Linked DNA regions of Mus musculus: regions 1 and 2 are each linked to region 3. The links are chromatin contacts, called in public Hi-C and promoter capture Hi-C maps. All regions are on one chromosome and are shown on one strand. Each heading gives the region's core, a stretch centred on a gene start, on an enhancer-like site or on the middle of the called end of the contact. The rest is flanking DNA. Distances are from core to core; before and after follow the strand shown. Region 1 has its middle 27 kb from the start of Gm30275. Region 2 holds the start of Ap1g2 (adaptor protein complex AP-1, gamma 2 subunit). Region 3 holds the start of Cdh24 (cadherin-like 24).

Evidence for each region. Hi-C and Micro-C count contacts between places; a contact is called where the count stands out from the background. Capture Hi-C pulls out chosen DNA fragments and counts their contacts.
Region 1: a Hi-C map of large pre-B cells shows a contact between it and region 3, with 2.9 times the contacts expected there. The contact joins the enhancer-like site here to the promoter of Cdh24 in region 3. A contact is called at or near these places in 8 of 39 promoter capture datasets (the HPC-7 cell line, HPC-7-derived erythroid cells, cranial neural crest and 5 more), 1 of 484 Hi-C or Micro-C datasets (large pre-B cells), 1 of 115 datasets of contacts at active chromatin or transcription factors (memory CD8 T cells) and 1 of 9 other capture datasets (adipose tissue).
Region 2: a contact with region 3 is called in a promoter capture Hi-C map of adipose tissue. The contact joins the promoter of Ap1g2 here to the promoter of Cdh24 in region 3. A contact is called at or near these places in 1 of 39 promoter capture datasets (liver), 2 of 484 Hi-C or Micro-C datasets (both in embryonic stem cells) and 2 of 9 other capture datasets (adipose tissue and liver).

What each region holds. Positions count from the first base shown.
Region 1 is chr14:54,151,041-54,153,740 of GRCm38.p6, reverse strand. It overlaps Tcra and Tcrd. Among named protein-coding and RNA genes, the nearest start is that of Gm30275, 27 kb to the right of the region's middle. Within about 2 kb of position 1,375, at least 11 of the 459 cell types and tissues checked have an H3K27ac peak or open chromatin away from gene starts, as enhancers often do.
Region 2 is chr14:55,105,259-55,107,958 of GRCm38.p6, reverse strand. Ap1g2 (adaptor protein complex AP-1, gamma 2 subunit) reads left to right here and starts at 1,366. Exons shown (of 22, transcript NM_007455.5): 1 at 1,366-1,451; 2 at 1,830-2,034; 3 at 2,529-2,653. The coding sequence starts at 1,831. Jph4 (junctophilin 4) reads left to right here. Exons shown (of 6, transcript NM_177049.5): 6 at 1-1,133.
Region 3 is chr14:54,639,946-54,642,645 of GRCm38.p6, reverse strand. Cdh24 (cadherin-like 24) reads left to right here and starts at 1,282. Exons shown (of 12, transcript NM_199470.2): 1 at 1,282-1,425. It overlaps Acin1 (apoptotic chromatin condensation inducer 1), which reads left to right. Exons shown (of 19, transcript NM_023190.3): 19 at 1-485.

The DNA.
Region 1 (2,700 bases), core at 126-2,625, 490 kb after region 3:
CGACTTGGTTGAGCCAGGGCTGTTCTTCCCACAGGCTGCTCCAGAGATGGCATCCGTGACATAGTAGAATGTCCCATAGCCCTCAGAATGTTTTTTAAAAGCTTTATAGAGAGTAGCACTAGGGAAACATCATGGTAGAGTTCTTCATCCTTATTCTTGCCCAAATCCGCAAGGTCTTTCTTCAAAGCAGGAGCCTTTGCATTATCTCTGCCTGCAGATGTGCTGGTCCTTGTCTTTCGTTGGTGTACTTCTTCGTATCCATTAAGCCAGGTTGTCCCCAGGAATCTTGGAATGGAAGGTGCCACAGGAAGACAGGGATGTCAAAGCTCTTTTCTGGACACTTGGCCCACACACACACATTCCAAATGCTTCTGAGATTTCCATCTTAGACACATATCTGAGTATTCCACAAGATAGCTAGTGTCCTGTATTCATCATTTTGTAGGGAAAATATCCACTTCTCTGGGTCTCTTAGAGTACTATCTCTTATCCTTGAAGCCCGTCCTCTTTTACTGACTGGTGAATAGTGAGCTCATAGGACCAATACAGAAGCAGGTATCAGTCTCGGGGATGATGGGGAATGGAGACAGAGAACAGCTTTGAGATCAGCTGTGAAAAGAGAGTGTTTTCCTTCTTTGACCTATTTTTTTTTTTGAACTCCAGTATGACCTGTTTATGGAGATGGGCTAGTTAGAGCAGCAGGGGGCGCTGTGAGGTCAAAAAACAAAGCCACCCAGCTCAAAGGACACTGGAAGGAAGAACAAACATCTCTCCCCTGTTTTATTAACCACATTTGTTCTTTGGCCATTTCATACATATCTACAATGCGTTCTGATTTCCTTCACTTTGCCTTCTCTATCTTTCCCTTCCTCCAGCCATCCCCCTTCTGCCTTATCGGTCCCTTTCCCATGGTTATGACTTTGTGTTTAGTTTTGTGTTCCACTGAGTAAAGCCAGGGCAGGGCCATCTGTGTGACTATGGGTATGGAGCTATCCAATGAAGTCTGGTTATGATGAGTGCTGGGTACACATATGAAGATAACCGTACCCCAAATCCACCATTATCCAATAGTTCAGCAGAGGTAGGGCCCCAGGAGATCTGTCCTTATCCATGATTGGCAGGCTCAGTGCAGGCAACTGCAGCTGCTGACTTCCTGATTACAATGGCTGGGTCACAATCAGACAATAGTATTTTGCAGCCCTTCTCTCTGTCTTATGGTTCTTGCATCCTTCCTAACTATTTTAGTAACAGCGGTTATCAAGACTCAGACAGAAGGATAAAGGAGGTTTGTTTACCCCTCTTGATTGGTGGTTTAAAGCTAAGGAAAGTCAGGCCTGGTTTTTAGGTTGCTGATGATGCCTGAAAACTTCCAGTGACCTGAGAGCTGCTTGCTGCACACAGCAATGCCCTAGGGAGATGGTTAGAGCTCTTGAGAGCATTAAGTCAACAGTGGGCTACAAAATCTGGACAGAACTTTGGGCTCACTCAGTCAAATAAAAGTTACAACCTTTGGGAGGCCTAAGAACAGTGGGCATAAAGACCAGTTTTGCATGTTCCTCAGGCTATTTGGGTTTTTGGGGAGAAGATAGCTGGCTCAAATCTCTGGGGAGCGCAGTGCTCTATGACAATGTGTTTGCAGCACTGACAGCATAAAGAGAAGATGTTTTGGGCTAGTGAGATAACTCGGCATCTAAAGGCCCCTGCTACTCAGCCTGATGGCCAGAGTTTTATCCCCAGATCCACAAGGTAGAAGGAGACAATAGAATCCTTCAAGTTGTCTTCTGACCTCACATGTATGTTGTGGTTTGTGGACAACACATGCTAGTATGTTCAAACACACACACATACTCACATACACACAAACACATACTCACACGCATTTGAAAATGTGAAAAGATATTGTCTTTAGATTTTTTTTAAACCATTGATTGATAGAACAAGTCTTTAGCTAAATTTAGCAGCCATTTTTTCCTATTTAACTAGCATTCTCTCTGAATAGTTTTGAGAACAATGCCCTTAGGGCTATATTAATCTGTGTTTGATAAGTAGGCGCTGGAGGTGGTATAGTCCTGGCAGGGTGTCTTCAGAAGCCTCGCTGACTTACTGTGTGACCTTCTCAGAAGTGCCCTTTCTGAAGAATGCCTTTCAAGAAAAGTTAGAAGGACATTGGAGCTGAGAGATGTCACTTACACCACCGGCACAGTGTCCAGCACCTGACTGTACGTGTCTTGTGTGAGGGCCTGTGGAGCCCATGTCTGTGTTCTTGGGTGTGGTCAGATGTCCCTGAAGTTGGGCAATAGGAGGAGTAGTCAGCTATTCATCAAGAAGATGGTTTAGTCTAGGGCTGGGCTGGGGACCTGGATGCTCTGAAAATGACTTCTGTCAGCAGGGGCTGGGTGTGTGCAAGGATTCTTCCAAGTGGTAGCCCCTGAGAAGGTGAGCATCCTTTTTCCTCTGAATCTTCCTCTCCAACATCCAGGGCATCATCCTTATGGATGCTCACAATGGGTTGCTGGTCCAGGTGATATTTTTCTTGAGAACTCTGCATGCCCGTGGTTGCATGGAGATACAATTCAGGAAGTCAAGTGAAAGTTGAGTTCCAGATAAACAATGAATACTTCTTTTTAAAAAAATGTACAGTGATGTTCCAAATATAGCATGTTCCAGACATTTGAGGTAACCATTGGCTGTTCTCTTGTA
Region 2 (2,700 bases), core at 117-2,616, 470 kb before region 3:
CAAAACTTCACCAAGGGTGGGGGTTTGGTGTCCTGAGGAATCTCCTGGAATCTGAGTGGAGGGGAGAAAGGAAATGCATAAGAAGTGATTGGGTGGCCAGACAAGGCACTGCCTGAGCCACTTGGGGCTCACTGGCCCCAAGGGAAAGCTGCAGGAAAAGTACCCTCCACTCTTACCTCCCAGAACCTACCTAAGTTCTTGCCTACTTTGATCTTCCCTGAGGGAGAAAAGGGGAGCGAACAACAGGAAACTCCCCGTGCTCCCTCTCCTGCCCTCCTCAACCAGTCCCTCTCCCAACCACCAAGGATGGCACGCCAAGCCAAGAGTATTGAGAAAAGCAACGAAAAACCATCTGGTGCAACCAAGCCCGCCCCTCTTCAGATTCTGCCACTCACCTCTCTACCCTTCTCTGCCCCCCTGAAAATTTATTTGGTTGGTCTGGACTCACTTGTGGCCTTTGATTAAATTCCTAAGGGGACTGAAGAAGACATTTCTGCAGAGGGTTAGAGGCGCTGCAGCAAGCGAGGACCCCAGTCCTCAGCTCTGACAGTTGTGGGGCGAACACGTTGAGGGCTGAAGGGCAGCAGATGCTGTCACAAGTCTAGTTTCTAACCCCTCGCGTAGACTCCTGCGAGATGGGAGCTAACGGGGAATCAGAGGAAGCCGCTGCCCCACACAGGGCAGGGCAGAGGTGGGTGTCAACCCCGGACGAGAGTTGGGGGGAGAGCCTGTTTGAGATTATGGCTGATCCCTGGGACTAACTTTCCCTCTGGGGACAGAAAGCTGTACAAGAGGGGACTGTGGAACCCCGGGGGACTTTCCTACCCTGCATGAGGCAGAGGCAAGCTGCCTGCCAATCAATCCCTTCCTCAAGGAATGGCCTTGCCCAGGAATGCCCACCACACACACACTCTTCTTATTTTTCTAGTCAACCTCTGTTTACTCCCTGGCCTGCCTTCCTCCTGCCTCCCTTCCTTCCTTCCTTCTCAATCTTTACTTCTGATTTCTATTTCATGGAATTTGGGATTGAAGTTATACAACAGTGCCGCCAACATCAAGTCTTGCAGGAAAAAAAAAATAACAAAGAAATTTAACAAAAAAAAGTATATTAATAAAAAAGTTCCAAAAAGGGGGGGACTGTCATCTCCTTTGGGGTGCGATGGCTTCTGACTCAAGCTCTCTGAGTGCCACCTGGTGGGGTGGATGAAAAGTGAGGCCCCTGGGGGAGCCACAATCATGGAACAATTCTAGGCTCCTTTACCAAAGTGCCAGAGACAGGCCAGAGGTCAGAAATGTCAAGACGACTCAGCAGGGAGGCCCTAGAGGGGCGGGGTCCCGTGATAGAGGCGGGGAAGAGGGAAGGGCCCCGAACCGAGCACCAACCCCAGCTCTGTCCCATACCAGGAAGTGCTGGGTGGGGGGTAGAGGAGCAAAGTTGACACCGAAGCCAGGTGAGCTTGGGACTGGGAAACTAGTGCCTTCTGAAGTGGGAATGGGGGCAAGAAATCTCGCGAAGGGAATAGTACAGAGAACCAGAAGGAAAACTAGAGAGGAGAAACTGGTCCGGGAAGAAGAGCGAGAAATAGACTGGTCTGTAGCGCAGGCTCAGTAGAAACAGCCACAGGGTGGAGCAAGGACGCATGCGTAGTGGGGATGTCCTTGCGAGGCGGGAGGGTGGCCCCCGGGTACATGTGGGAGGTAAAAGTGGGCACAGTTTTAGGGCGGCGGTGGGACGCAATCCCTTCGAGATCTTGGCACAAGGCAATTCTATCCAACCGGCTAGAACGTGTTGAAATAAAGTCTTTTCAACTCCCGGGCTCTGTCCCCAGGATGGTGGTGCATTCGTTGAGACTTCAGGACCTAATCGAAGAGATTCGCGGGGCCAAGACGCAGGCCCAGGAACGGGAGGTGATCCAGAAGGAGTGCGCCCAAATTCGGGCCTCCTTCCGCGATGGGGATCCCCTGCAGAGGCATCGCCAGCTGGCCAAACTGCTCTACGTCCACATGTTGGGCTACCCCGCCCACTTTGGACAGGTACTGGCCTGGGATGGCTACAAATTTTGAGGAAGATGGCCAGTGCGCCCCTTTGTGTTTGTACCCAGGCTGTGGTTTTTGTTTTTTTGTTTTTGTTTTTGTTTTTTTCCTCCAGTTTTTTTGTTTCGAAACAGGTTCTCTATAGCCCGGACTGGGAACTCGAGAAAACCCTGCCTCCGTTTCAGTGTAGGGACTTTCAGGCATGCCCCGCCCTACCCAGCTAAATCCTTTAGTTTCTGAACCTTTTATCACCCTACTAGTGATTTCTTGCCAGCCCCGTTCAGCACCTCCCCATCCCCTTTCCAGACTCCACTCCTACACAGGTCCCTGAAACCTGCCTGCTGTCATCTGGATCCACACTTAAGCTTCTGGTTACAGAGAGAGTGATGAAATATGATCCCTCACAAGTTAATCTGGCCTAAAGGAGATTGTAGCCCGGAAGTTAGTGCCCTGTGGTTTCACACTGCCCTCCTGGTCTGCCTCCTTCCCTATAGATGGAGTGCCTGAAACTGATCGCCTCCCCCAGATTCACAGACAAGAGGGTGGGCTACCTTGGGGCCATGCTTCTATTGGATGAGAGGCACGATTCCCATCTGCTCATCACCAACAGCATCAAGAAGTGAGAGGGTTCTGGGGCACTTGAAATCAGGGCGCTGGGAGAGGGGG
Region 3 (2,700 bases), core at 33-2,532:
ACCACCCTGGAACCAAGGGTCTCACACCATTGCTCAGTGCTGAACTATAACTGCCACACGTCCCCTCATATCAAATGGAGCAGTGGCAATCTCCCTGTTCCCCAACCTAACTCTTGGAACTTGGCCCTCTCCTTTCTTCCTGTTAAGTCTGAGAGGGAAGAGCTAGGCTATGAAGGGAAGATGTGGCCGTACGTGGGAATAACCAGTGTCCCACGCTCATTTTCCCTCCATCCTGCGTTCCGCCTCCCTTGGTACTCAGCCTTTTGGGGACAGCTGGGGCCAGGACTGGGTCACCTATGAGCTGAATCAGCCTCTCCTGAGTCCCAGGCCCCTGCAGTCCCCTGTTCTCTGGCCTGCAGTCTCTTGCCCGCTGGTTCCACTTTATAGCCACCTTTTCCTTTTGTTCAATTTTTATTTTTATTTTTTTTATTATTAAATGATGTGGTCTATGGAAAAATAAAAATCTGACTTAGTTTTGACTAGCATTTGAGTGCCTTTCCTTGGGAAGAGTTTGGGTGAAAGGGGAAGGTGAATGGCTGTGACGGTGGGCATCTGCGTTCTTCTGGGGCAGCGGCCTTCCTCGGGAACCTTCATCCCCACTTTGTCTCTAATCAGTCCAAAGCTGTATGTCTTTTTACTCTGGGAAATAGGGTGGCCTGTTTCTTTTGCAGTACCCCAACAGCCGGCAGGGTCGGCCTCCCGGTCCCCCTGCACAATTAGGCATTTGGTCGCCCTTCAAGGTGCTTCCCACAACTGCCACCAGGGGGTGCACACACTCTTTAGATCTTGCAAAGAGCTTCCCCAAAAAAGGTTCTCACTGCCCACCGTTATCTTTCCCCTGTCCCTGGCGAGCTCCCTAGACTCCTGCTTCCCCTGCCATCCTGAAGTTCACCCTAGCTGACTGAACTCGCCGTCGTGACCCGCACAAGGTCCTGAGTCGGTAGCCTCGCAGCCGCACCCGAATCCAGAACGTGAAGCCGGGTCTCCCGCAGTGCTCTCCCAGCGCCCCGCCTCACGGTGTGCCTCCGCAGGTGCTGTGCTGGCCGATCGTGTTGAGTCTCCTCCGCCAGGCCCTGGGAATAATAGCCTAGCCGTGCTACCCCTGTACCTTGCCGTGCTGCGGGCTGGCCCGGGAGGGGCCCCGCATCTGTATGCGCCCAGCAGCCCGGGAGCCGCGGGGGCGGGGACTGGCTGGGGAGGGTCGGAGGCAGGGCTCTCCTCTCCCGCGCGAGCCGCCTCTCCTCGGCAGGCGGAGCCTCCTTCCCCCGCCCCCTCCGTCTCGCTCCCTTGTTCTCGCCGGGGCCGCTCAGACCTGCAGCGGAGCCGCGGCGCCGGCTTGGATCGGCTTGGGGCTGTGCCCCCGGGAGCCAGCGACGGAGGCGGGCGGGGCGCTGTTCGCGGTCCCGGGCCCCTCGGTAGTGCCAGGTAAGGGCGCCTGCCCGGGTCGGGAATCCTCGCGGGGGCAGCGGGGGGTCCGCAGCTTGCGGTGCGCTCTGGCTGAGAGCCGTGCCGGCTCGGTTCTCCCGCGCTCTGCTCTCTCCCATCTCACACACCTCTCTCCCTTTGCCTCCCGATTTTTCTTCACCCTTCCGCCTCTCTGCCCCTTCTCTCTCCCTCTTGCCCTGTCTCTTCCCACCTCTTCTGCCTTTTTCTTCCTTTACCTTTCTCCTCTTTTCCCGCTCTCCTTTCCTCTCTCTCATTACCTCCCTCTCCTTTCCTCTCCTCTCCTCGTTCCCTCCTGCTATCCTGTTTCCCCACTCCTCCGTTTCCTTCCTTCTCTCCTCTTCGTCCCGCCTACCTCTCTGGTCCCCTGCTGCCCTCTGGCTTCTTTTCTCTGGGGAGCAAACGGCCTGTCAGGTGTGTGTCTGCTCTGGGGAAGGAGGAGGGGCACAGCTACCTGACCATGGGCCCCTTCAGGAGGAGGGAGAGAAATGGGAAGGGTCCTCTCTCTCCACCTCCTTTCCCGCAGCCCCTCCCTACCTCTACTGCTCCTAGTAGCTTACTCTACCAGAATGAAGTTCCGAGGCCTGATCTCACACACACACACACATACACACACACACAGAGAGAGAGAGAGAGAGAGAGAGAGAGAGAGAGAGAGAGAGAGAGAGAGAGAGAGAGAGAGAGAGAGAGAGAGAGAGAGAGAGAGAGAGAAAGGTTCACCTGCCCCTACCAGTTCCCAAGCCTGGTACCCAGGACTCCTCTCTGCCTTTCAGACACTCAGGCTGCTTCCCTGATGTCTTTGCTTTTCTCTCTTGCTGCCCTTCTCTCTCCGTGGTCTGTCTGTTTCTCATCTGGTCTTCCCCATCTGCCAGACCCTCCCAGATTCTTGGCCCCAAGCCTTCAATCACGCTGTCTCTGGCCCCTGGGTCAGCCTCCACTTCACCTCTCTTGGTCCCCCTGCACTGCCTGCAGCCCTGTTCCCAATTCTTCCAGATGTAGCCCCACTCTGTTCCCTTAGACCAATTCCCCTTAAAGACCGAGACTGGCAGAATGGGCTGGAGACAGTCTGGAGACGTGGGGTTCCTCAGGGGCAGGGGAGGCTTTCCTGAGTCCAGCCCGACTCAAGCTGCACTCACTCCTTGTCTTTGAGCCTGACCCTCTGGATAAGGAAGGCTGTGTGTTGATGAATACCAACCTCTCAGTTTTAAGCCCTTTCTGTCGGTCCATCTACCTTTTCTAGTCCCCTAGCTGTGTGCC